2 separate regions of the Rattus norvegicus genome follow, and region 1 is linked to region 2. Evidence: chromatin contacts called from public Hi-C data. All regions are on one chromosome and are shown on one strand. Each heading gives the region's core, a stretch centred on a gene start, on an enhancer-like site or on the middle of the called end of the contact. The rest is flanking DNA. Distances are from core to core; before and after follow the strand shown. Region 1 has its middle 130 kb from the start of Adamts18. Region 2 has its middle 20 kb from the start of Syce1l.

Region 1 (7,027 bases), core at 1,125-3,624, 320 kb before region 2:
AGCACTGGAGATTCAAACTTGGGTTACCACCCAACCACCACAACCACTTTATCCACCGCGCCAACTTCCCAGTCCCTGCATGCACTTTCTGTCTCAGACAGAAACTGAGGGAGACTCGCTAGGCACCACTGCTCCTTGTAGTCATAGCACCAAATGTGTGAGGAATTTTGGCTGCTGTGTAAACACCACGTGTCTTAGGCTCTGAGGCCCACTCTGGCCTGCTGGATCAGAGGCTTGGGAAAGGAAGGCCTTCCCATTCTGTTTTTAAATTATAATTTTTATTTTTTTCTTCAAATCTGATGCAGGTTAATGATCTTATCTCTCCCTCCCCCATTTACCTTCTCCAGCTTCCCGATATCTTCCTCAACACATTCCCTCATAAGCTTCATGTCATTTTTATTTATATATAACCCACTAAATCCAATTAGTGCTACACATGCAAACCCACACACATACAAACACACACACATGCACACGCACGCGCACACACACACACAGACACACACATACACACATGCACATGCACACACACACGCAAACACACATACACGCAAACATGCACACGTGCACACAGACACACAGACACACAGACACATGCACACACGCACACACATACAAACACACACACATGCACACACACAGACACACAGACACATGCACACGCACGCGCACACACACACAGACAGACACACACACAGACAGACACACACAGACAGACACACACACAGACACACACACAGACACACACATACACACATGCACATGCACACACACACGCAAACACACATACACGCAAACATGCACACGTGCACACAGACACACAGACACACAGACACATGCACACACGCACACACATACAAACACACACACATGCACACACACAGACACACAGACACATGCACACGCACGCGCACACACACACAGACAGACACACACACAGACAGACACACACAGACAGACACACACACAGACACACACACAGACACACACATACACACATGCACATGCACACACACACGCAAACACACATACACGCAAACATGCACACGTGCACACAGACACACAGACACATGCACACACGCACACACGCACACACGCACACACGCACACACACACACTCACACCCCAAAGCTATTGGCCTAAGCATTATACATACACAAGAAGTTTCAGAGTCATCATTTCTGGGAACAAAATGGATGGGTGGAAAACCACGAGGTTACAGATGGCGTTTACTATAGCAGAAGGAAGCTTCTCCGTCTGAGGCTGAGAGCGGCCCACCATCTTTCTGTGTCTACACATAAATATTTAGAAGGCAGACAGGCAGCATGCCACGCTCATCTTAAAGCACAAGATGCTGACGCCCGATGAAACTTCACGTTACCTGCCCCTTGAGGAGACCCCGTGGGTACAGTTCCAAGCCCAAACGCAAGGGGATGTGCCCTTGAAAGTATAATCCGAGCTGCCTGTGCTAAATACATTTAATGCTTGCACTTTGGAATCCAACATAGTTTCCTGAGTGGCCCCTAAGTGTTAGCCATGACACTTAGAGGCACTTCCCGTAGGGAATTTCCAAGTTCGTCTTTAAAAATGAGCTTACAAAGGGTTTTTTTTTTGGGGGGGGGTGGTTAATGTTCTTCTAGAGCTCTGCCATCCCGGAACGCCACACCTACTATACCATTTTGGAAAATGGGCTCATGAAGCCGTGCCACCTAGCCTAGGGTGACACAGGCTGTTACTCTGCCTCTGCCTGGAGAATCCATACCGCAGGGCTTTCTTCCCCTAGAAAGCTGTGATGTTCGGTTCCCACACTCCACCCGGTCCTTATTCAGGATCAACATCTCAGACTCTGTGCGTGGGCAACAGAAGAGCGGCCAGGCGGGTTTCAGCGGAAATCTCTCAGTCAGAAAGCCGATGCCAACTTTCCAGTATGACAGGCAGGAAACAAGTAGAGTGCAGGGGGAGTGGGGGTGTCTCTAGGAAGAAGGAAAGATACTTAGGGTGCTCAATAAGCGGGGAGACCCTGGCGTGACATCTATTGTGGGGAAGAGGGTCAAAGATTATTCTAACTGACTGGATATTCTTCACCTCCACCATGATTGACTTTTGTCCAGCACTAATGGGAAGACGTCTGATACCAACAGAAACGTTATTTTCACATCCCCCATGCGATACAGGAAATTACTGCCAGAAAGGGTCAGCCTGTGGCAAGTCCCACGGAGTCCTTCGGGCATCTCCTTCTTCCTGGGCAAATTAGCTGAAGGGTTTGCGGGCTTCTCTGAGAGGAGATGATGGAAATCACCGATTGAGCGCTCTCAGGAGGCAGAGGCAGACATGAATTGATGGAAGTGGGTAGGACTTCCCTCACGTGATTGCTTTTGCTCAGAAACTCTGCTCAGGAAATTGCGGTCGTTACTCAATAAGTGCTTCATTGACCTGCGACTTCCACGAAGTCCTTGAGAAAACAGCCTATTGGCAGGAGGGGTTGCTGATCTGAGCGAGGGAGCATGGTGCAGCATGCAGGCATAAACGATATGCCTTGTGGCTTTGCGATAACGTTGCTCGGAGTGACAAGGCCGGTGCAGCCACTTTCCAACTTACACTGGGGCACTGGCTTCATTTCTTTGCCTATTGCGGAGACAAAATTCTCTTGACAAAAGCTACTCGAGGGAGAAAGGGCTTAAATCAGTTCACAGTTCGAGGTGTAGTCTCTCAAATCAAGCCAAGACAGCAGGAAGCTGAAGCAGCTGGTTACAGTGTATCCACAGTTTTAAAAAAAAAAAAAATGCAAAGAAATGCACCGAAGCTCTGCTCACTTCTCCATTCTACAAAGTCCAGGATTATGGCCCAGGAAATAGTCCGAAGAAATCACTGTGTTTCTTCCGGTGTTTTTCTTTCTGCTGCTTTGAAAACTCCCATGACTGGGGCAGACTGCTGGGAACACTCACCAGGTAAAAGTCCTGCTAGTTATCCCAACCCTCTGGGGCGAATCCAGGTTCCAGAGATGTGCTGTTTTGAACCTTGTCCACCAGGTGGCAGCCTCCCCACGGTAACTGAAGCAACAGGCAACAGTCGGCTTATTCCTTATTCAGCTTTTTTTTTCTTTTTTTCTTTTTTCTTTCTTTTTTTTTTTTTTTTTTTTTTTTTTTTTTTTTTTTAATATTTACTGGGCAACTCCAGCAGGCTTGACACGGTACTGAAGAGGCGAATGATTCAGCCTCTGCCCTCAAGAAACTTACAAAGGCTTGGCTTCAAAAGTTCTGTCAGTCAGGCTGTGCTGTTTTGAATCTCTTAGATCTGACTCTTAAAAAAAAAAAGGCTAGAGAGAAAATGAGTTTCATGGAGTCCTTATTTGTAATAGGTATTGAGTTAGGCACTTTATGTCTAGGCTACTTCTTCCTCCCGACCCAAGAGGAGTCCTTCAAGCTGTCATTTTACAGAACAGGAAACTAGCTATATCTGGTTTTAATATCTGGAACCACAGGGCTGGTAAAACATAGCTGCTCCTCCCATCTTTAGAGTCTTGATTATGTCTTGCCGTGTCTTAGTTTCACGAAGTGATCAGGAGGTAGAGCCAGCCACAAAGGCTGCTGGGTATTTTTGACATACATTATGTCCCTGCCAAGACTCTGCTTTGGGAGGAAAGGCATCTCTTGGTCCTATCAGGGAGATAACAAGGGGCTCAGCCTGTGTTCCTACAAACCTCCCGGTAAGACATGGCATCCAAAGATATGTCCTCTATGTTCTCTGCAATGGTTTGCCCACAGTATTAGCACAGAAGCATTAAGACCTCCTGGTGAATTCGCCTAGCAGTCTGTGTATATGTTTATAGAACATGCATATTACAATGCAATCTGTAAATGTTATCTGGAGTAGAATCTGCGGTGCATTTGTCTGACAGCTCATGGAGGGCACGGTCCTGAGTGCGTCTGGCATATTCCAGTCCCTTTTGTTTCTCTGTGTTCCAACAGCCATCCTTTGAATTGTGTATTCCACACACAGATCTACTGTCAGGATTCCACCAAACAGAACTGGTACAAGGAATGAGCTCGTGTGATAGGGAGGCTGGTTTGTTCTAGAATCTGTTGTCTGCAAGATGGAGACCCGGGAAGTGAGGAGTATAGCTCGAACCCTGAGGAGGCCTGAGACCAGGGACTCCAATGATGTAAGTTCTAATCAAGTTCAAAGTCCTGTGGCAAGAGCACCATGGCTGTCCAAAGTTAGATGGCAAATGGATGCTTGAGTCCAGGCAGAGTGAATTCTTTTTTCCTCTGCTCTTTTGTCCTGTAATGGATGGACAGTGACCCCTCTTTATGAGGTACCGCTTTATCCAGTCTGTCAAGCCCGACCTCTTCAGGAAGCAGCCCTATAGACATTGCATATTGCTTCACGGGCTATCCGGGCACCACTCCATTCAGTTACGTTGACATATAAGCAGCCACGACAGCTTCTCCTCTTTGCTTTTTACACTTCAAAATGCTGCTGTCGGAGAGAGTGGCATCTGAGTTGAGAAACCTTGTGGGGCGACCTTCAAGAGGAGGCTGCTGGTGGGGAGCAGGAAGGGAGTGGGTTGGCAGGTCAGATCAGGGCAGGGCAGGGGACATGCCAAAGAAGAAGGCAAGCTCTGACAAAGTCACAGACAGGGGAGCTTCCGCCGGATCCCATTAGGACGACCTTGGAAAGTAAGCTGTGTCCTAAAATCTGGGGCAAGGGAGATGGGGATTTCCCAGGATTGCTCCTGACAGCCCTTTGTGAAGAGTAGGGGTGGGGGACTCGCTTATCCCAGAACTTGTGGCTTCCTATCTATGCCTGTGAGCAAAACCAACTTCATTCACCCAAGATCAGACTCTTAAGAGCACTGACAAAGGGTGAGGGAGAGCTCACTGACAAAGATATCCCAGGGCACGTGGGGAGGGCATTGACACATCCCCTGCACTCTGTGGTCTCTGGACAGCTCCATCTTCAATCTGACTTCCAAGCCCTTACAAAGGCCTATAATTTGTAGTACTCTGCAGCTCACCATAGGCGGAGGGTAAGCTAGCAAGTCACTAGTTCACACCTCCCTATAACAAACCCTCACCCTGTCCTTTCCCAACTGGCTGGCAGTGTTTTGCTTGGTCCGCTGGGGTTCACACTCTTTTCTCTTTTGCTGTCTGACTTCTGGTCTCTACTGCGATTGGAGTTAGCTCAGTTTGCCACCGCACCCTGCTGTACAAAAGCCCCATCACGCCCAGAAGGAAGGAGATGGGAGGCAGGCATGAACTCAGTGAAGTTTAGGGCGGCATCCATCCTGAGCCGATGCTGGTCAGACCCTGCTGTGGGGTGGGTGGGTGTAGAGTTCGATGTGATCGACTGGATTCCACTTCCTCAGGGGAGGGGGTGCACACACACACTGCACGGGGATAATGCAGTATGCCTGTGGTGAGCAGAGGACAACGTCATGTGCTCATCCTCAACAGCACCCCACCTTTTGTGAGAGAAGGTTTTTGAATAACCTGGAGCTTTGCAGCTTAAGTCAGGGTGGCTGGTCCTAGAGAATGAGGGACCCTCTCAAGTCTCTACTTCCCATCTTGAGGCACTAGGATTAGGTAGAGTTGGGTGGCACAATGCCTTGTTCTTTACTTGGGATCTGGAGAATCTGAACTCGGCATCCTCATGCTTGCAGCTCTAAGCTATTCATAGCTCTAGATGTACTCTGTCTATCTTCCTTCCTTCCTTCCTTCCTTCCTTCCTTTTCTCTTTTTTTACTTTTCCTTCCCTCCTACCTTCCTTCTTTCTTTCTCCCTTTGTTTGTTTTTCTTTCCCTCCCTCCCTCTTTCTTTCTTTCCTCCTTTCTTTCTTTCTTTCTTTCTTTCTTTCTCCCTTTGTTTTTCCTCTCTCTCTCTCTCTCTCTCTCTCTCTCTCTCTCTCTCTCGCCCTCCCTCCCTCCCTCCCTCCCCCCTCTTTCTTTTCTTTTCGCCCTGGAATTCTCTCTGTAGACCAGGCTGTCCTGAAACTCACAGAGAACTACTTGCCTCTGTCTCCCACATTCTGGGATTAAAGGCTTTTGCCACTAACAAGGCCCAGCTTAGACGTCTACTTTCTAAGCCGCTAGTGGCTTCTAGGATTCAAGCCTTCGGTTTCTTCCTCTTACAGCCCCCTTGGGCATGTTCAGTTTGGACGAAGGCTAAAATGAAGTGCGGCACAAATTGGGGGAAAACATAAAAGAGCAACCCTATCCCCAGCGCCCTTCAGAAAATGACAGGATACAGTCAGAAAAATTCCAGAGCAAGTACTTCCTAAGACAGCTGCTTGAATTACACAGAGACCCCAGGGCATTTAGGAGGAACAGACCCACGCTACCCTCTCCAAATCCATTCTCTGTCCTAAGAGTTACTATTATGGGGAGCTCTCAATGTCCTGCTACCCGACAGGGTACTGAGGTCCTTGTCAGCATCACTTCATGGAAATTAATTACACCTCTGTGAGTATTTCAACATTTCCCTCAGCCGGTCTGTTTTCAGCTTAAATTACTTAAAGCTGCACAGAACCTCCCACTTGGTGATGACAGCCCGGCACAGGTGTGGACAGGCTGGGACGAACAGGGTGCTGGGACATCATCTGTGAGCCTGTCTTACTCATCTGACCAAGCAACAGCTCACTTCCAGCTGCCTCATAGATGCTGATTGCCCCTAGTTCGGTCTCTGATGCTACTGTGTCACAGCAGAAAGATGTAAGCTGGACGGTTGGAGTCCAGGGCAGAGTGAAAACTCAGGTCCCTGACCATTCCTCCCATGTGATGAGAGACAGTTAAGAGTCTGTCAAAATGTAAGGTTTTTGAAGTGGTTTAAAAAGAGGAAGAAACAACAGGAGTCAATGGATTCCTGATAGAAGGCAGGAAACTGGGGATGGGGTTCATGCAGAGCACTTAGAATGTGCAAGTCCCTATGCTTGAGCCTCACAAGGAGGAGGAGGAGGAGGGGGAGGAGAGGGAGAAGGGGGAGGAAGAAGAGGAGGAGGAGAAGGGGAAGGGAAAGGGAAAGAGGAGGTG
Region 2 (6,771 bases), core at 958-3,457:
GGTTCCTGTGGAGACAACTCCTGCTCGACTTCTCCTCTCAGTGCTCACAGCTTCTAATAAACCCCCGGCACTGAAACAGGATTGGAGGATTGGGGAGGTGTGTTGCTTGACAAGGGGGTATGCTATTCCTGCAGAAGACCCAAGTTGGGGTCCCAGCAGCCATGGCGGGAAGTTTGTAAATGTCTGTAGCTCCAGTTCTAGGTATCTAATGTTCCCTTCTGCCCTCCATAGGCATCTGCAATTATGTGCACATACGCAAGCATAGACCGCACACAACACAAAGTAAAACCAACTTGAGGTAGAAACAAGTATTTAATGAGGAAGCTATTTCTGTGTAACTGCTGCGATACAAAAGCAAACGTACGTACAGTGTCATCTCTCTCCCCGTCTCTGCATCTGTTTCTCTGCTGCCCCGGCCCCACCCCCGCCTCTTGGCAACTTTGTAGCAGGCACATGTAGAACAGTTAAGGCTGGTGTAGAAAGCCACAAACATAAGAATGTTCCTGCAAGAAAGAACCGCCAGAGGCTCTGCCAGAGCCTTACTGATACAGATGAGGATGCTCGCAGGTAACCATCGAACTGAGCACAGGACCCCAGTGGAGGAGTTCGAGGAAGGACTGAAGGAGCTGAAGGGGTTTGTAACCTCATAAGAAGAATAACAGTATCAACCAACCAGAACCCCCAGAGCTCCTAGGAACTAAACCAACAATCAAAGAGTACACATGGAGGGACCCATGACTCCAGCCACATACGTAGCAGAGGGTGGTATTAGCATCAATGGGAGGAGAAGCCCTTGGTCCTGTGAAGGCTCCTTTCCCCAGTGTAGGGGAAATGCCAGGGTAGTGAGGCTGGAGTGGGTGGGTGGAAGGGGAAGCATCCTCATAGAAGCAGGGGGAGGGGAATGGCAGGGGGAACTGGGAAAGGGGAAAATATTTTAAATGTAAATACATAAAATATCCAATAAAAAAAAATGAAAAAAAAAAATGAAACCAGCTCTTCCACACCCAAAAGTGGAGCCTTGGCGCCCTCTGCTGTTCTCTCGGCATAGTGCGCCGCATCCTGAGTTATTTAGAGGGAGTTGGTGTGTCTCTGGGCAGATGCTGCCATCTCCTGGGTACAGCAGCGCTTAGCAACATCCAGGGTGTTAGACGTTGCAGGCTAGAAACCTCTCCATCTATGTGATTCCTATCTCCAAACCAGTCTGGAAGGTGAGCTTCTCATGGCCACAAAAATTCCGTCCAGCCTATCGAGCAGCTCTTTCCTCAGGAAATGAGTCACAAAGTCCCTCTCATGGTCATAGAAGCAGTAACAGCTGCAGGGGTGAGGAGCGCTGTGCAGCTCCAGGGAGCAGCTTTCACTCGTGCTAGGGCAGGCTTTTCAATGATGAAGCTGCCTTAAGGCACCCCCGCTGTTGTGAGTGAGCCTGGTAAATGCACTACTTCACGCCGGTGGGCCGCGGAGGTGCAATCTTTGGTCTATTGACAGTGCTGTATCCTGGATGAGGAGATGTTTGTCCGTATCTCCCAGGGAAAGTCACACAACATTGCCACCCATATACCAAACTAACCTTCCTGCTCTCAGCCCTCTGATCTTTGAAACAACTTTCTGAGGCACATGGCTTTCTGAAGGATCAGTGTTATGGATAATGTCATTGTAGAAAGGGTAAGAGGCATTTTTACCCAAAACTAATTTTTTACATGTTATCTACACATTAAAACAAATTATATATATATATGTGTGTGTGTGTGTGTATGTGTGTGTATGTGTGTGTGTGTGTGTGTATATATATATATATATATATTTACATATATGTAACAACAATTGAAGAAGAAGAGGCCTTGAATTTGGGAGGGAGAAGACAGATATGGCAGGGAATGAGGGGGGTTGAGAAAAAGGGAAATAATATAATTATGCTTTAATTAAAATTTTAAATGGGGGAAAAAGAAAAGGCAAATGGCCGTGTATTTTAGAGTAAATTACCATGTTAGTTCGAGTTTCTATTGGTAGCATGAACCACCATGACCTAAAGCAACTTGTGGAGAAAAGGGTTTATTTCATCTTCAACTCCTCAGGCACACTCTGCTATGGAGAGAAACCAGGGCAAGTGCTCAAGGCAGGAACTTGGGTGGGGGTGGGGGGAGCTAACACAGAAGCTGTGCGGGAATGCTGCCTGCTGGCTTGCTTTTTATAGCTTGCTAAGTTTGCCCTTCTTATACAACTCAAGGCCACCTGTCTGGGTGTGGCACCACACACAATGAACTGGACTCTCCCATACCGGTCATTAATTATGAAATTGCTCCACAGGCTTGACCACAGAACAATCTGGTAGGGGCATTTGCTGAACTGAAAGGGTTTGGGTTTTTTTTTCCCCCTGTGAAGAACTGACTGGGGACATAGACAGATACACTTGTAAACATACTACAGTGTATCTGGGCATCCAAACACTATGTGGTATGACACTCCACCATTTTATAAGTTTTATGTGTTGATTTAAAAAATTGTAAGAGGCCAGGAAGGAAGGGGTACACCTAATCTTAGCATTCCAGGGGCCGAAGTAGTAGGGGACTGCTATAAATCCAAAGCCAGCTTGCACTAAATAACACATGGCAGATTAGCTAGGGCTAAATAGGGGTGGAAAATCACCCAAACTCCAGAAGTCTCATCCTGAGACCAGCAGGAGTAGGACCGTTTCCCTCCTTTCTCTGGGCCTGCATGTTCTGGTCCATTGTAGCCTCAGGACCTCTACCTCCACCACCCTTCAGGTAGTCACGTAGCCTGGTGGCCAGGTTACAGGTTAAATGTCCTCTCTCCCGACAAGGACATGCCGGGCAAGCACCTGGAATTCCACTTTATGCAAAGGAAGCATTTGCAGCTCCCAGCACCCAGCACCAACCAATAATGTACACTCACCCTGAAAACCCCCACCCACTCTCCAAGGTTTATATAGCCCTTGCTCATCCCCCCAAAATAGAACGGTTTCACTAAAGGCTCTCTCCAAAGAAGGCTATCCTCTCACTGCCACCCAACCCCCATCCCTCAAACTCACACCAACCAAGATCCTGCCTAACCTACCCACCTACCCACCAACCCACTCGGCTAAGCTTCATTCCTTCCAGTCCAGCCCAGTGTTCAATGGTGCCTGGATATCCCAAGAAGAAACGCACACCTGGGTTGGCAGGGGTACAGAGAAAAGAACTTGTCTCAAATCAAACAAACAAATAAGAAATTGTAAGATGTCCAGGGTACCTTATCCAAAGTAAGCACCAATAAAAACCAGTTTCTACCTTGGGGGGGTTTGGAGGTGGACAGGCAGGGATCCAGGTGAGCAGTGGGGGTTGGGTGGGGGTGTGGAGTGTGTTCGAGGCAGTACTACAAAGGCATGCTTGCATAAGACCAGTGGGGAGGCCTGGTTGTCTGCAACAAGGACTTGGGGCTTAACCTTGTAGTTCATAGGAAATCAGCACTGTGATAAAGTGGTACAAGCTAATCATTTCTGACCACATTGTGGTTGATGAGTGGACATTTGATGAGACTAGAGTCAGAATGAGAAGGCAGAGACTTAGAGAAGCCAGGCAAGTGGCAAGGACAGTCAGGGAGGATGGTGACACTAAGAGGAAGGTGGTGAGAAGAAGGTTGGTGTGAGGAGCTCACTCAGCACGTAGGAGGGGATGATCACGTGACCAACTAAAATGTGAATTTTAATTAAAATGTAAGTTCCTGTCTTTGTGATGGAAAGCAAGAGAAGGTGACAGAAAGGCAGGCAGGAGACCCTTGGTGGCCTCTTGAAAGGCCTAGCTCCCAGGAATTCATTCTAATGTAGCTCTACATCTGTAAAATGACCAGCCAAGTAGGAAGGCTGACACAAACCCAGTCGTTTGTGGGACCTTCTGGAAAACAGCCTTCGGTGTTTTAAAAGCCATTCATGTCACAAAGGTAAAGACACCAGCCCATCTTAAAAATTGAAATAGCCAGGGGTTGGGGATTTAGTTCAGTGGTAGAGCGCTTGCCTAGCAAGCGCAAGGCCCTGGGTTCGGTCCTCAGCTCCAGGAAAAAAAAAAAAAAAAGATTGAAATAGCCACATTCCGCCTCCTGGCTAGTTTGACAGTGTGGCTAGCACTGGCCTATTCCGATAACTTTCTCAATTTTGCTCTGATCCAAAGCAATCATCCAGAGCCCCTAGAGGTTTATAAACAACTAAAATCGGTTAACCCTCTACAGCAGACTCCTGTGGGATGCTAAGAGCTGCATGGCTTTTAGACCCAGGTGGAACGAGCTGGGTTTCTCTGCTCTGTTACTGGTGTTAGATAAATGATAAAATCTCCCCAGGATTCAGTTTTCTCATTTATCAAGAAGAAAGAATAGGGAAAGAGGAGTTGTCACTACTGTGGCAGGCAGTATCGAGATTAACGTAAAAAAGCTCATTGCCAGAGAAAGACTGGAGCCTTCCTCCCCCAATTAGAGGCTACGTTGTAAGAATATAAGAAAGCAGAGACTGCCCAGAACAGCCTACTACCCCTTCACCGGTACTCAGCGGCAGTCTATTTGTGCCACCAGGGAACCCACAAACATTTGGGGAGAGTCTCCCTACCTTAATTAATCTAGATAATCCTCCGCAGATGCACCCAGAGGCTCGTTACCATGACAATTGTAAAACCTGCCCTCAAGTTCGCAGTTGAGATTGGCCTTCATAAGGATATCATATCGGGATAAACAACTCTGGAAGAGAAAGAAGCAGGATGGCGGGAGGGGCTTCGATGAAGGCAGCAGCAGCCCACCCTCGTAGGCAGTTTTAAAGGTGAGAGTTCTCCTTAAACTGCTCCAAACTCAGCCGAGGCCAGGGGTCTAGTCCCACCTCAAGGGTCCATTTATACTGCTAAGACAGCAGCCACACCCACCGGATGTGGGCCGCTCCAGGAGAATCGCAGGATTTTAGACCAGCTTAGTATAACACTGCATTTCCAAAGCGGAATAGGGTCCACTACCTGCTGGATGTGTGGAAGGAATGTGTGGGTGGCTCAGCGAATAGTCTCTGTGGAGTGTTGGGGGCACTGGTAGTGGCAATGGGAGCCGCTGGTGACTTCAACCAGAAGCCACATGGAGCGTGTACACCTGGACAGAATGTACCGTAGTGGCTTCTGCCGAGTTCATAACTCATGAAGAAATGGGAACTCAGAGCTGGAAGGTAACGGGGTTCAGAATACACAACGATGGGGATCAAGATATCTAGGTTTTCATGGCATCTCACCTGTGGAACTTCTGGAACTATCTAGCCTTCTCAGACCTTAACGTCTCAGTTTCTTCATGGGAAAGGAAAGCCCATTTTGTGAATAGTCAACTCAGAGTGCCCATAAAATGCCCGAGCAGAGACACACCAGCAGTATACAGGAACTTTATCCTGAATATTAGAATTCTATCAGCGTGTCTTAGTTAGGGTTTAATTGCTGTGATGAGACACCATGACCAAAGCAACTCTTACAAAGAAAAACATTTACCTGGGGATTGTTTACACTTCAGAGGTTTAGTTCATTACTGTCATGGGGGGAAAACATGTCAGCATGCGGGTAGACATGGGGTTAGGGGAGCTGAGAGTTCTACTCCTTAATCCACAGGCAGAAGGAGACTGTGTGCACACTGGGTGTAGCTTGAGCAGAGGAGACCTCAAACCCCACCCCGACTTGACACACTTCCAAGGCCATACCTACTCCAACAAGGCCATACCTCCTAATAATGCTACTCCCTATGGGTCAAACATTCAAACACAAGAATCTACGGGGGCCATACATACTCAAACCAACACACAGTATATACAAAGATGGTTAAATATGGTTATAAAGGAAAGCTGGGGAGATGGATCGGGCAGTAGGCTTGCTACACAAGCACAAACACCCAGGTTTAATACCCATAACCTGTCAAAAGCTAGGTAGGATGGCATACGCTGGTGATCTTAATGCTAGGAAGGCAAAGCCAAGAGGAACCCTGGTGCCTGCTGGTCAGCTAGCCCAGCCTAATGGGTGAGCCTCAGGTCCCAGGAAGAGATCTTGTTTCAAAGACCAACATCTAAGAAACAGCATCGAGGTTGACCTCTGACTTCCCCAAGCCATGCACCTGCCTACATATGTGCACATGAAGGAACACACATATATACACAGATAAATGAATGTTTGATGTCATTTAAGCATTGTATCTCCTTCACAGAAATGCCCAAGCTTTCATCACGCACAGCGCATCTTTAACACTTGTATGGGTTACTCACGTTTACCCCATGGTAGGGTCAGTTCTGACCCGTGTTCTCAGTTCCCATTGACTCATCCTCACTTCTGCATGACAACCCAAGGCCATGGCTTCGATCCGGCCTTCCTCAGTACAGGAAATACTGACTTTCACGTCAGCCCTTGTTAGCCACATGTTGAGCCCACCCATTTTATTTTAAATATTACTCTCTAGAAACTCATTTTTAAAATATTTCATTAAAAGGAATGTTATTGCTAAATATGGCTACCTAAAGTGAATTGTCTTTGGCAGCAGAGCACAAATAATAATAAGAAGAAGGAGGAGGAAGAGGAGGAAGAGGAGGAAGAGGAGGAGGAAGAGGAGGAGGGGGAGGAAGAGGAAGAGGGGGAGGAGGAGGAGGAAGAGGAAGAGGAGAAGGAAGAGGAGGAGGCAGTGGAGGAGGAGGAGGAAGAGAAGGAGGAGGAGGAAGAGGAAGAGGGGGAGGAGGAAGAAGAGGAGGAGGAAGAGGAGGAGGAGGAAGAGGAAGAGGGGGAGGAGGAA

What was found. A called contact is a pair of places that touch in the nucleus more often than the background predicts.
Region 1: a Hi-C map of liver shows a contact between it and region 2, with 13 times the contacts expected there. The contact joins two enhancer-like sites. A contact is called at or near these places in 10 of 12 Hi-C or Micro-C datasets (the A7r5 cell line, Schwann cells, frontal cortex and 6 more) and 1 of 1 datasets of contacts at active chromatin or transcription factors (oligodendrocytes).

What each region holds. Positions count from the first base shown.
Region 1 is chr19:58,872,273-58,879,299 of GRCr8, reverse strand. No RefSeq gene overlaps it. Among named protein-coding and RNA genes, the nearest start is that of Adamts18, 130 kb to the right of the region's middle. Within about 2 kb of position 2,374, at least 3 of the 93 cell types and tissues checked have an H3K27ac peak or open chromatin away from gene starts, as enhancers often do.
Region 2 is chr19:58,551,082-58,557,852 of GRCr8, reverse strand. No RefSeq gene overlaps it. Among named protein-coding and RNA genes, the nearest start is that of Syce1l, 20 kb to the right of the region's middle. Within about 2 kb of position 2,207, at least 4 of the 93 cell types and tissues checked have an H3K27ac peak or open chromatin away from gene starts, as enhancers often do.